Linked DNA regions of Mus musculus: region 2 is linked to region 1. The links are chromatin contacts, called in public Hi-C maps. All regions are on one chromosome and are shown on one strand. The core of a region is the stretch at or near the end of the contact, and the rest is flanking DNA. Distances in the headings are between cores, read along the strand shown. Region 1 overlaps Gm39857 (a long non-coding RNA gene). Region 2 overlaps Gm50595.

Region 1 (7,030 bases), core at 6-2,505:
TCATCAGCCTTCACAGAAACAGCTCTTTTATGAATCTGAGTTTGGCTAGTTTCACTAAAATAATGAAGTGAATATGTAAAACCCCAAACTATAAGGTGTCTAAAACAAAAAGAAAATGTTGTATGACGTTGAGCAGGGCCGGGTGGGTATATATACATACATATGTGTAGTTGTACTTGTGCACATGTGTGAGTGTAGCACAGACAAAAAAAGCAAACTACAGACACACTAAATTGGATCAAACTAAAGAGCGTCTACTTACAAAAGAAGCAACCAAGAGACAATGAGCAACTTGGGACAAAGTACTGGAACTATCTATCTGACAAGGGACATATGAGGGAGTCATACAGATCAACAGGCAGAACAGGGCACAGCAAGATGTGCAACAACATTTGCTACCCTTCCCTCGCTGTCCACATTCAAGACATGGCAGGTATTTGATTTGATATTCAACAACTCAAGATGTGGAAGCAGAAAAGAGAGACTACCTGGGAGGAGAAGTGGGTGAACAGGAGGGAGTGGGGGGGGGGGGGGTAAAGGAGGAAGATAAGTAGGAAAATAGTATAACAGAATAAATGGGAGAAACGCCCCAATAAAACCCACCACTGCAGTAACTCAGAACTAATAGTTAAATAGAAACAAGATCACTTAGGTATTGCTGGGAAACACTGCCATTTAGCTGTACCCCTAGTGACTTTAAATCCTTATGCTCTACTCTAGTTACCATGGAAGTGAATACCTAGTGGTGTTTTTTTTCCCTGAAACTTGGTGTATTGACCCAAACTATATAAAGCAATTATGTGGTTATTAAGCAGATGAGTCCCAAGAGACATTTCTAGCATCGAGGGAAACAGACTGTGCACACCAAGGTAAAAGCAACCTTTGGAAAGGTTTCCCTGGGCTGGGTGTAGGTGGTGGGTGGCTTCCAGGGAAGGAGAGTCAAACCCCTCTGAAAGGAGGCTGAGAAACACCTCAGGCTTCCACAGTTGGGTGAGTCCCTGGAAGTAAGGCCTGACTGCCCCCTTCCTGTGCCAACTGTGCAACTTTCCAATACCAGGAATAGATAGTTGCCTCTACAACAGCCAGGGCCTGGCTGTAAATGAAAGAACTCTGTGTTGACAACCCTGAAAAGCCACAAAAGAAGAAAGAAAAACATCAAAGTCAAGGTTGTTTGGAAAGGGAGGACAAACCTTGATGTTCTAACAGCCTTTGTCTCTTGACTTCTGGAAGGCCCTCGCTGGAGTTGAGACCTCCTTCCTTACCCTGTAAAGGGGTCATCGTGAGCCACAAGCCTAGACTTCCCCTGCCATTACTCACTCCTCCTTCTGCACCTTCAACTAAACAGACCTGCCCTCTCCTGTCCAATGTCAACTTGTCCGTCCCCTAAGCTCTGATCACAGGCACAGCCATTCCCCATCTCTGCTTGCATGTCTGGGTCTCTTCTCCTTGACCTTATAAACAAGCCGTTGACCCATTTTCAAACAGGGAGCTCTCAGAAGTCACCAGGGAAGGGAGAGGAACAACAGCAGGCCTGTCACCAGGACGAACTGGCCAAGTAGCGGTGACCACAGAGGCCTCCGCCAAGAACAGGAGAAGCCTTAAAACCCTAGAGAGAATGCTCCATCTTTTAAAACAGCTTTTTCTGTTCTGTTTTCTGGATACTGGATCCATTTTCATGTTTTCCTACTTCAGTCTGGCAGAAGTTATCTGGCAAATGATGTTGGGACTTTCCTTTGTTTTTGTGGTACTGAGGAATCAAATCCAGAGTCCGGTGCTTGAAGGAAGGGACTGTGCTCTCCAGCACAGTTATTTTGGTGCAGAACGTTGTAGAGGCTAGATTTGTAGCCTATCATTCATGTAATTAGTCAAAACAATAAAATTGCTCTTCAGATATGCTTAAAAGGATCTCAAGGGTCATAGTGGTCGTAGTTTGAGAGAAATGAACAGGATCTTGGCAGCCAGCATTTTTTTAGTTTTGGTTTTGTTTTGTTTTAAGAGAGTCAATTTGCTTAAGATCATCTCTGGATACACTTTGAGGAGAAGTTGGAAAAGCCAAAGAATCATGGTTCACAGGAGCTGAACAGTGAGAGAGTTAAGCTTGCTCTCCCAAGGAAAGATGAAAGGAAAATCAAAGCGGACCAGAATCCCAGAAGGCAGCAAGAGGCAGATGTTCAGAGACAAAGTGACTGAAGGAAGCACATGAGGCAATGTGTATAGTTAGAGGGAATGACTCCAAAAGAGACACATAACTCAGCTTAGAGCAGTGGTTCTCAGCCTGTGGGCTGTGACCCCTTTGTGGTTTTCTACTGACCCTTTCATAGAGGCTGCCTAAGACCATCAGAAAACACATGCATATTTACATTATGATTCATAACAGTAGCAAAACTACAGCTATGGAGTGCCAACGAAGTAATTTTATGATTGGCCATCACCACATGAGGAACTATATTAAAGGGTTGAAGTATTAAAAACAGTTGAAAACCACTGGCTTAGAGCTATAAATTTTGGGTCATGTAAAATACACCTGTGTCTACAGAAGGCTCAGGTGAAGTGTATTGAACACAGGACCTGGAAAGCCTTTCTCTGAGTCAAAAGTCAAAGGAAGGGTCACACCCCCTAATGTATGTACACTGTCATCATCACTGGATGCAGAGTGGATCTTCTACAATGGACGGACAAATGGACTCAAAGAGAGAAGTCAGAAGTGTCCATGTGAACGCACATCTTCTCCTCTGCCCACATGGCCCACCTCAGGAATACATAGAACTTCCGGAAAAAACTGCAAGTACTGGCCAAAACCCATCCCTAGAGATAGGAGGAGCCTAGGTAACACCTGAGTTAGCTCTCCTAAGTTGCTGTCTATGCATAAGATGAAATGACAACCTTACAGAAGGATGCACCATTTATTTTCAAGTTAGCCATAACTGCTGTGTCTTACCTATGTGTTGTCTCTACTTGTGAGATATCTTTAGAAGGTTTGAAATGTACCTTCAGAGACTGGACATGCAAGTTAGCATCAGTGTGTGATCATGTAGATGTATTCATGATAAAAGTAGCCGGATATATTTTCATTGGGCTCTTATTATTATTGGAAGCACGCCCAGCTTTGTTCTAGATCTGTTATCTCAATCTTCTCCATCTTCACAGAGATGAGAGGATACCACAGTGGGAGTATTATGTTCTGAAGGCGAGGAACTGAAGAACACATAAGGAGCTCAAACAGCAGAGGTGGGGTTTGGATCCAGTCCCCATGCCCCACAATAGTGACACCTTTCCTTGGCACTAATCTGTTATCTCAATTACTACTGCTGAGGGGGTCACCTAGACTAGAGACTGGGCATCCGCTTTACTAAGATCTCTTAGGAGCAGCAGGTCTGAATGGTTAAAGAGACAGCCTCAAAAGCAGAGTGACTAGCTTCAAAGGCCTGCTCTGTCATTGGCCAGCTCTGGTCAAGTTATTTAACTTCTCTGGTACCAATTTCTCATCCACAAATAGGAAATAATAAAAACTAGTTATAAATAACTCATTGTATTTTGGATCTTGTTTTACTTTAAAATTAAGCAGTTCTACAATAATCCTTAATCACACACACACACACACACACAAATCAGCAAAGTATCAGAGATTCTAATGTAGAAGTACATAAAAAGAATAGTATGTCACAACAAAATTTGTCTATCTAGGCTCACTCAACATTCCAAACTGAATTAAAATAAGTCAGTGTTTGTCTTGGTTACTTTTCTATTATTGTTTTTAAAAAATACCATGACTAAATTAACTTATAAATGAAAGCATTTGATGGGAGGGTTGGCGTCTATGCTGGTGGAGCAAAGGCATGGAGTCAGGAGAAGCAGAGCGCTCACGTCTTGGCCCTCAATCAGGAGGCAGCGAAAGGAAATTGGGAATGGGGCAAGTCTTTTAAAACTTCAAGCTCATAACCAGTGACACACATAGCCCCTAACAAGACCATACCACCTAAACCTTTTCTAACAGTTCCAGCAACTGGAGACTAAGTATTCAAATATATGAGCCTAGGGGAACCATTCAAACTACCACAGTGTATTAAGAGACATGAGGAAAACTGCATGCAAACAGAACACATAAAGGACTTTCAGAACTTAAAAATAAGAAGATGGATAAAGAAAACCTTACTCATTTTTGAAAAGATAAAGATGGTATTTGGGTGGCATATGAGTATTTGAAAAGATGTTTAACATAATTAGTTGTTGGACAAGGCGCATTAAAATGGCACTGAGCACCAGTGCACACCCATTCAAATGAATAAAGTTTCAAAACCTGATGTTGACTAAATTGCCACAGGTATCATCCTCCTGTTGCCTTCATTCCCCAAGTCCTTTTTATCACAAAGCCAGCAGCTTATCCAAACTCTCCTACAGAGGAGTTATTCTTGCCACAGAGGTATTTATGGTTATTCTGGAAAATATAAAGCCTTGATATAACAGCCTTTTGCTTATATTTATGTCTCCGTGCATGCTCTGTCTACTTCAAAAAGATTGAGGTGACTTTATTTTAATTTCATTAAATAAATATTGAGTTCCTTTTACATGCTAGAGGCAGGAAATATGAGGCGAAATAAAAGCCCTGTTCTAAGGCAACCCAAAGACTGATAAATGAGATCACAGACAATGACAGTGTCCCGCCTGGAGAGCCGTGGTGCAGCGCATGCAGGCTGCACTGAACCCCAGGACAGGAGCTCAGCATCCCTCCTAGAAGCCTTAGAAGGTAACAGGGGCCCATTTGTTGTTGTTGTTGTTGTTGTTGTTGTTGTTGTTGTTTTATGTAGCTAACATTAAACATCCCACCTAGAAGCTTTAGAAGGTAAAAGGGGCCATATGTTGCTGTTGTCATTGTTATTGTTAATGTTGTTGTTGTTTTATGTAACTAACACTAAAAAAAAAAAAAACATTTCACTCCATTTTACCTGAATGTGAAGATTTTCCCCAACAGTATTCAGTCTATAATTCAATTCAGTTCTGATCCTATCTACCCGGAGATCCACAAACTGAGTGCTTGAGTGCTTGATCTCATAAGATCATCCCATTTCCCTCAATTCTTAAACTATGGATGGAGCCCCCATGTGAGCCTTGTCACTGAAAGGGTTGATGTTGTTCACTAAGAACAGGGCATATTGTGCAAACAGGAGGGGTGTTGCTGGAGAAGTCTATACAAACCAGGTCACAAGGGGTCTGATGCCTGGTATAAAGAACTTTATCCCAGATGCAGGGGCGGGCCCAAACCTGCTTTAGAAAGGCATGTCTGGCGGACTATAGAGGGAGAGCCCTAGATAGGGCTAGGTAACAGATGGTGCAGTTCTATAGCACTCCAGATAAGAGAAGGTGGGTAAGTGGACCTAGACAGAAGCTAGGGTATATTAGCGAGACAGAATCACCAGAATGACTATATACTAAGGGGATTCGTTAGGTTGGTTTATATGATAGAGTCAAAGTAGTCCAATAATGGCCATGGCTGTCTCATACCAGAGAGGCAAAGAACCTCTCAATTCTAAGTTCATGCAGCTTGAGGTCTCAGTAGACACTATCTCTCACCAAAGGCCTGGAAGTCTCTGGAGGGTTGTTTGGTCTTCAGTCGATGCTGGAAGAAGTTGATTCTCATAACCCACAAAGCAACAGTAGCAGCAGCAGCAGCAGCAGCAGCAGCATAGACGAACTCATTGCTGTTTCTGATGAGAAACACCCAGTCATTCCAGTCACTGTTTCTCACAAGTAATGTACGGCTTTCCTCCAGCTGCTTCAAAGATTTTTCTTAGTCCTTCATGGCTTGACTGTGACATATCTATACATTAATTTTTATTTTTCATCCTGATTGTAGATTTTTATCTGTTGTCAAATTTAGGAAGTTTTAAGTCGTTATTTCTTCTTCAAAGAACATTTTAGTAACATACATTTTCCTCTTCTTCACCTGAGACACTGATAACACAAATATTAAAGACGCCCTTTATATGCAGTGTATCTCTCTTACAACACTTCATTCTTTCCCATTTTTTGTGACATTGCTGTCATTCACTTTACTCCTCCATATGCTATGGTTTCCAATGCATCGTTATTATTTATGTAAGCAGGTATGTTTACATAACTTCTAGATTAGTTATAGATTAAAGATGAAGGATTCCTTATTTTTGTTCCTTGCTTTTCTGACATTCTTCTTTTCCTTTTCCTCTTACCTCGAGTTTCTAACGTGCCTTCTTTCTTCTGTCTGAGGGACTTTTGAGACTTTTCCAAGTCCATGTCCTCTTTTTTACTTCAGAAAGCCTCTGTTCCATTTTCTCTTTGAAGGATATTATTTGTATGATTCCACCTGATAGAGACACAAATGGACCTTGGGTATATCTTTCAGGATATCTTTCAGGATATCTCTCTAGATTTCAAGGTAATGCTTAGTCCCAGGACCACAGTTCAGAGAGCAGGGCAGAGGGAGACAAATGAGTGTCATCAATTTCTATCTTTCCTAGTTTTTTTTTCATCTTATTAGAACAGAAGTTGTGACTTCTAAACTTTTTAGACAATGGTTCTCAACCTTCCGAATGCTGTGACCCTTTAATACAGTTCCTCATGTTGTGGTGACCCCCAACCATAAAATGATTTTTGTTGTTACTCCATAACTGTAAATGTTGGCACTATTATGAATCATAATGTAAATATTTGTGTTGTCCAATGGTCTTAGGTTACCCTGTGAAAACATCATTCAACACACTCCAAAAGGGGTTGAGAACTCCTGCTTTAGATGCTGCAAATGAACTAGAGGACCTTCTGCATATCTTTGTTCCCATACACCCTCCCCGCACAATCACCACACATAGTTGAGTTTGAATTATTTCTATTGGCCTGTCTTCAAGCTCACCGACTTTTTAATCCATTGTCTTCATTTTGACAGTCTTCCCCATCCACAGTTTTTAATTCAGTCCCTGTAATTTTTAATTCTAAAATACATTTTAGTCATATTATTATCTTACAGGTCAGTTGAGGCTTCCCCCTGTCGACCCCACCCCAG
Region 2 (6,326 bases), core at 3,107-5,606, 140 kb after region 1:
ATTAGAACCACCTGCCCAAAAGCCAGAAGAGGGCTTCTAGGGCTCTTAAGGGAAATCCCAGTGCAATGAGCCTATCCAAGTTATTTTACTAGCAGGGCTGTGTAAGATTAATCATCTTTGTGAATTCTTAATTGCTGTGGTCAGAAGCTCCCCGGAGGATGCTCGCATCATGGTCGAGTCCCACCTCTGTCCCTACTCTCCCATGCCAAAGGGGAGGTGGGACTTGCACTTTAGTTCTTACAAGAAATAACTGTGGGGTTTTTTGGGGTTTTTTGTTTGTTTGTTTGTTTTGGGTTTTTTCCCAAATAAGTGCTGGAGACACAAAGATGACGAAAGGGACTCAAAATCTACTTCAAAGAAAGACCATTTCTTGTTCAAAGAAAAAGGTGCAGACAGTATTTCTTTAGAAGCACTGGAAAAAAAAATAGCAGTTGCTGTTTCAAAAAACAACAAAAAACAAACAAACAAACAAAACCACATAAGCACCAGGAGTAATTGCCCTCTTGTTGAGCAGATATAAAGTCCGAGGAGAGAGCTGTTGGTTACAGTAATCACCCCTCATCAAGGAAACTTCTCTTTGCAACATACAAAGGCCATTAAAGAAATCCACAACCATTGGAAATGCAGAGTTGTGGAGTGAGTCCAATCCCAGTGTATGCATCTACCATACAACCCTGGGGTCCAAGGTTGGGGATCATAGTGGGAAAAGTTGGAGAAAGATTTTAAGAGCCAGAGGATCAGGGATTTTGCTTTCAGATTGTGTTTCCGAGTAATATCAAGACTTCAACCATAACATCTCACCAATGTGGCCAACGTGTGATCTGAACCAGGGCAACAGCAGGAGGCATGGCAGACTAGACAGGGAAAGCCCAGAAGACTCAGCCCTACACAAAGAAGTACAGGCAACTAAGGGAGGCTAAGAAGAGGTGGGAGAGGGAGTAGTCTTGCCCAGTGTGATGGTTTGAATGAGAACAGTCCCCATAGACTCATATGCTTGAATGCTTAATCCCTAGTTAGTGGAATTATTTTGGAAGAATTAGGAGGTGTGGCCTTGTTCAAGAGTTATGTCACTAGGAGTGAGCTTTAAGGTTATAAAAGCCCACACTAAGCCCAGCCTCTCTCCTCTTCCCGTCCCCCTTCCCCTCCCCCTTTCCCTCTCCCTCTCCTCCCTCTCGCCTAAAACTTACAAGTCATATGTGAGCCCTCAGCTACAGCTACAGCACCATGTTCACAAGTCTGATACCATACTCCCTGTCAATATGAGAATCTACTAACCCTCTGAAACTGGGAGTCCCCAAGCCGCCGCCCCCCCAGTTAAATACCTTATTTTATAAGTTGCCCTGGTAGTGGTGTCTCCTCATAGCAATAGAACAGTTACTAAGACACCCAGAGGAAACCACACCAATTGTTTATCAATATGCAATGGTCAGCCTTGAAAATATATGCATACAAGTTACATTATGTAGATTGAGTAGATTATATTTAGGAAAATACATGTACGTACATATATGTGCATGTAACAGCAATGAATGGGAGGTGGGAAGGCCATGAATATGAAAGGGAGTAGGGCATGGTATATGGAAGGGTTGGAGGAAGGAAAAGGAAATATTACAATCTCAAGAAAAGAAAGAAGTAATGTTTTTAAGGTAAGAGGCCAAAATGTCATAAGAAGCACTCAGTAAACAGAAGTGTCGGCACCAATACAAGCACCTTACGTGAGTTTACACATCAATTCCTCATACTAACTCTTGGAGATAAATATACTTACTATTCCCCCATTTTACAGGTGAGAAAATTTAGGCACAGAGAAGCAAAGTGACTTTCCCAAAGCCACACAGCAGGTCTTTGGAGTCCACTTGTTAACTATGGTTCCTCCCTGCCTCGGTCAGTTCCCCTGTACCTTTCTGTGATACCACCACAACTATTTAGCCTAATAACTACAGACTAAGCTATTAGAGGTTCAGTGATTCTGTGTTGAACTATGAGTCATTAGGAGTTAATAAAACTGCATTTAACATCCAAAAGGGTTGCATTTATAAACTGTTTTCATTTTTCCTATAAAAGCCCGCATATTCTCAGAGCATGAATATAGGAGATTACCCAGAAGCCATCTTGTCTCTGACCATGTGCCGTCTTCACGTGCGTCCTTGCTTCTCCTCCACACAGGCATGAAAGGTGACATTAACCTCCACTGCTTACCACACGGGTCACAGCACTCTGCAGAGAAAGTGACAGCTTTCACAGGAACACTGAAGTCACTTCTATGCTGTCCATCACTCTCAGATTTCCTCAGCAGAGTCCCCGGTGCACAGGTTGATTTGCTCAGTGTGGTCCCTAGCAGAAGAGGAAACTGAGAACTCGTACAAGGCTCTGCAGACGATGTGATTACATAAAGATATAAGAAAGGATATAAGACTCATGCCTTGTTTATGCCGGTGGCTGCTTATCAGACTGAGGGCTGGGTGTGCAATCCTGATGAGCTGGCTCTGTTACCCCATCCTGTGGCCCCCCTCACAATCTGGCTCCTTAGGCATGGAAGGTACTGTGGTGGGGAACCCATAGCGGGTGACCTAGACACAAGCAGGAGCAGAGTTGCTGAGGATGTAGGAGTTCTTTCTGCCAGCTGTGGAAACCACAAAACAAGAATGGTCGCAAGCTCTTCCAGAAGTAGAACAATGGAGGATGCAGAGAACTCAGCCTCTGAACCTTGCAGCAGAGAATTTGCCCTGCTTTGTATCTCCTTGGCTCCGTGGTAGGTGGACGTGGGGAGCTGAGAAATTACTTAGAAAAGGTGGCCTCTTTGGTTGCAGGACAGAAAAATCAAGCTGGAATGGACTAGGAAAATTCCTCCCCTCTAGTTAACTTCCACAGCACTGGAAGGTGCTCTATAGATATTGAGGGAGAAAGTCATCAATGGACTCACCCATCAGTGGACCCTGCATAGCACAATACCAACCTGCCAGATAAGATGTGCCCACTGGTGTAGTAGTGGCGTGAGTATTAGAGGAGTAACCAACCACTTCAGCTTGGCTTTGGACCCTGTCTCATAGGAGAGAATTCATTCCTGGTATCTATAAACTTGTCAAAAGCCCATGGTTTGGGAGTTCATAGACCTTAAGAGAAAACCTGCCAGCTTTTTTTTTTTCTAATTGGGCATGCTGTCAAATTGATTTCTAGATATTTGTGTCTATAGCCATATATTAGTGTTTCTCTCAACCTGGGTCAGAGATGCAGTGGACATCAGTCAATACAGAGACTGAGAATAAGTGACTATCGAGCACTCACCCTTAAGTCGATCAATCATATCAATCTCTCCAGGGTTCAGAGAACAACAGGGAAGAGAGAGCAAAAAGAATGTGAAAGCCAGAGAGTGGGAGGGTCCTGTGAGATGCTGTCTGCTGGACTGCAGGATAACTGTCATCAACTCCCAGCAACTCTGGTTACCTGAGCAAGATCAAATCACTCCACACCCCAGCAGACATGGAAGAAGGGCTAGAGAAACCTTGCCCCAACACAGGAGCTATTAGCAGTTGACAAGCCACACTAAGGTGTGGCTGCTGACAGGTTGCCCATGCTCCTGAGAATGACCTCACTCGTGCACCCAGGGGTAATCCTAACTGGACTCAGTAGGTTATAAAATGAATGGAAAGGACATAAAGGTAGGAAGAGGACATGCTTGGAGCTCTGGGGAGAATGGAAGGAGGAGTTAAGAGTGGAAATAATCAAGATACATTGGATTGGGGGTGTGGTAGCACATGCCTTTAATCCCAGCACTGGGGATGGAGACAGAGGCAGGCAGAGTTCAAAGTCAGCCTAGTTTCCACAGTGAGTTCCAGACAAGTCAAAGCTACATGAGACCCTATTTTTAAAAAAATGGGGGGGGGGAATGCCTTAAAAAGGTATCCTTAACAGTAACTGATCAAAATAGAAGATAAGATAGGGAAAAGTATCATAGAATAGACATGAACCCAAGCCAGGTTTACATGTTGACAGCAAATCTAAGTGAAATTCCTAATTTCCAAAGGAGGAAGATTGATGCTACAATGAGGTGAAGCCAGGGAAATAACAGGTTTTAAACCTTAACCCAGGGGCTCAGCTGATGACAAGCAGGCATCGGGAAGGTTCAGATGACCTAAATTGGAGTGGGAGGGCACAGGCTTCTCTATCTGTCCTCTCTTCATGGTGGCATGCCCACAGATCTCATAGGAGTCGGAGTGCATAGATTGGGGGCAGTTCATGATCCTTTGTCTCATAATGTTTGATCTGAGAAGCTTTTATGATACTTTACAGTACATAGTAGTTAAGTTGGACAAATATTATGACCACAGTAAAACACATTCTTATCACTGGAACATAAATCAGTAATTGCTACATTGTGAGGGAGTTCCCCCAAGTCCAGGGACACTGCTCAAAGCAATGAGGGAGGGGGGGGTTGTTTAAAGGAGAAACCAAAGAGCATCAACTCTCAGTTGAAAGCAAAACACCACAAAACCAAAACCTGTTCCCTCCAGGGCTGCAGTGATGCTTTGCAAAGCTCTCAGAAAAAGCTTTTCTCCCTAAGCCAACACACACACACACACACACACACACACACACACACACACACACACACAATGCCACCTAAATAAGCCTATTAAAAAGGACTCCAGTGGAGACACTGATTTGCCATAAACTGCAAAATGCTTCGGAGCTCAGCAGAGACTGGCTCCTGTCACACACAGCCTGGCAGTGGCCCAGCTCCACACCAGTGCACACTTTTCCAATTACAAGCTGAAGATTCCTACGGGGACTCAGGACTCTTGTTTCAGTCTTCCAGTGCAGGAGAAATTCTTCATGGAAGAAAGTGCCCATGGCTCAAGTTCTTCAAGCTCTGTAAAAGAGAGACCTACAGTTCCCACAACAGGGAAGATTCTCTTCTGTTTTCCTGGTTTTTTTTTTTTTTCACATCTTAAATTCTGCAAATTCTTGAAGCAATGGAATGAAAGTTGAATCCCCTAATGATGTGATAGGCACTCCTTATTTATTGACTGTTTGGAACAGCAAAGTCTAAACATTTGAGGCCAGGCGAAGTGTTCACATTCTGTTCTTTCCACAGCTTAGGGGTGAATACATAAAACCGCTGAAGGCAATTGAAGAACTTTAAAGGAAACCGGCCACAGGTGGGGGTGCTCTTGATTAAAGACAGACAAAGTCATGTATTAAAAGTGGCTAGCTCAGGCTGAGTGCACCTACCAGTAATCGCAGAACTCAGGGGCTGAGACAAAAAGATCATGAACTCAAGCCCAGGCTGGGCTATATAACAAGACCATATCTCAAAGAAAAAAAAAAATATATATATATTCTTTTTTTTAACTCTCATTTTTAAAGGATGACTTAAGACTGGGCCAAACTGGAGGTGATTTTTTTAATGTTCAAGAACATCAGTTACCCTCAAAGTTTATTTTTCATTTATTTTCTAAGTCCTCTTTAGTGAAAAATTGGTACATGTGAACACTTGGCCTGTGCCAGCCACGGCATTAAGAGCTCACTCAGGTACTCGATTTTATCGCCTGTCTTCTAAGTAAAGAAACATAGCTTCAGATGGTATCATACAGATGCCCAGTGTCAGCCAGCTAATAAGAGGTAGTTGAAGGACTTGCAATCTGGGAGTTTACTGCTATGGCGAGGGGCTACCTTGGAAAGCAGCAGCAGGAGATGCCTTTCTGCAGGGCCTCTCTCCACTTTGCTACTGAGTCAAGACAAACCACAAGTTAGTTAGACTCATGAGCATTGGCCACGTATGTACCTCAGCGCCTGCGCCATTGTAATTATCCCTCTCAATTACAGAAGGCATGGATAAGGAGGGCACAGGGGGCACCATGTTTGTCCTTGGCAATGGTAACTTGTTCTGCTCTGGCTAGGCAAGCCATGCCCTGACATTAGCTAATGCAGAGAGCTTTCCAGGTCTTCGGAAACGGAAGTTATTGTTGACTTTCTCAAAAGGCCCATCAAGAGCCATCTGGAAGGATCGTGTTTATTTGTGGGTTTGTTGTTGTTGTTGTTTTAATTACAGCGTTGACAGTGTCTGTCATATCGGTGTGCCCCAGACAATCAGTGCAGCCTCCTGCTCCTCGTGAGAATCGCTGTTGTGAAGTGCAGTCAGTGTGGAGCGTTGACTTCAACCTCCTCTCAAAAGCTTACACAGGCTTTTAGGTTTTCACAAAGGAAAACGTTTGTTGTTTCCATTACACATAAGGGGAAATGTGAGCCAACAGTTACACTCACAGCTTTCTATTTACCCATGGAGTACTCAATTCAGGGGATGGGTCCAAGGAAGCAAGAGGTTG

What was found. Hi-C and Micro-C count contacts between places; a contact is called where the count stands out from the background.
Region 2: a contact with region 1 is called in a Hi-C map of uterus, with 2.0 times the contacts expected there. The contact joins two enhancer-like sites. A contact is called at or near these places in 6 of 484 Hi-C or Micro-C datasets (nephron progenitors and uterus) and 3 of 115 datasets of contacts at active chromatin or transcription factors (double positive thymocytes and embryonic stem cells).

Annotation. Positions count from the first base shown.
Region 1 is chr2:75,355,451-75,362,480 of GRCm38.p6, forward strand. All of the region lies in intron 3 of Gm39857 (a long non-coding RNA gene), which reads right to left. It overlaps Gm32927 (a long non-coding RNA gene), which reads left to right and starts at 4,622. Exons shown (of 3, transcript XR_374687.3): 1 at 4,622-4,744. Within about 2 kb of position 1,256, at least 7 of the 459 cell types and tissues checked have an H3K27ac peak or open chromatin away from gene starts, as enhancers often do. A contact at or near this core is called in uterus, where this site is marked.
Region 2 is chr2:75,487,610-75,493,935 of GRCm38.p6, forward strand. All of the region lies in intron 2 of Gm50595, which reads right to left. Among named protein-coding and RNA genes, the nearest start is that of Gm39854, 18 kb to the right of the region's middle. Within about 2 kb of position 4,357, at least 13 of the 459 cell types and tissues checked have an H3K27ac peak or open chromatin away from gene starts, as enhancers often do. A contact at or near this core is called in uterus, where this site is marked.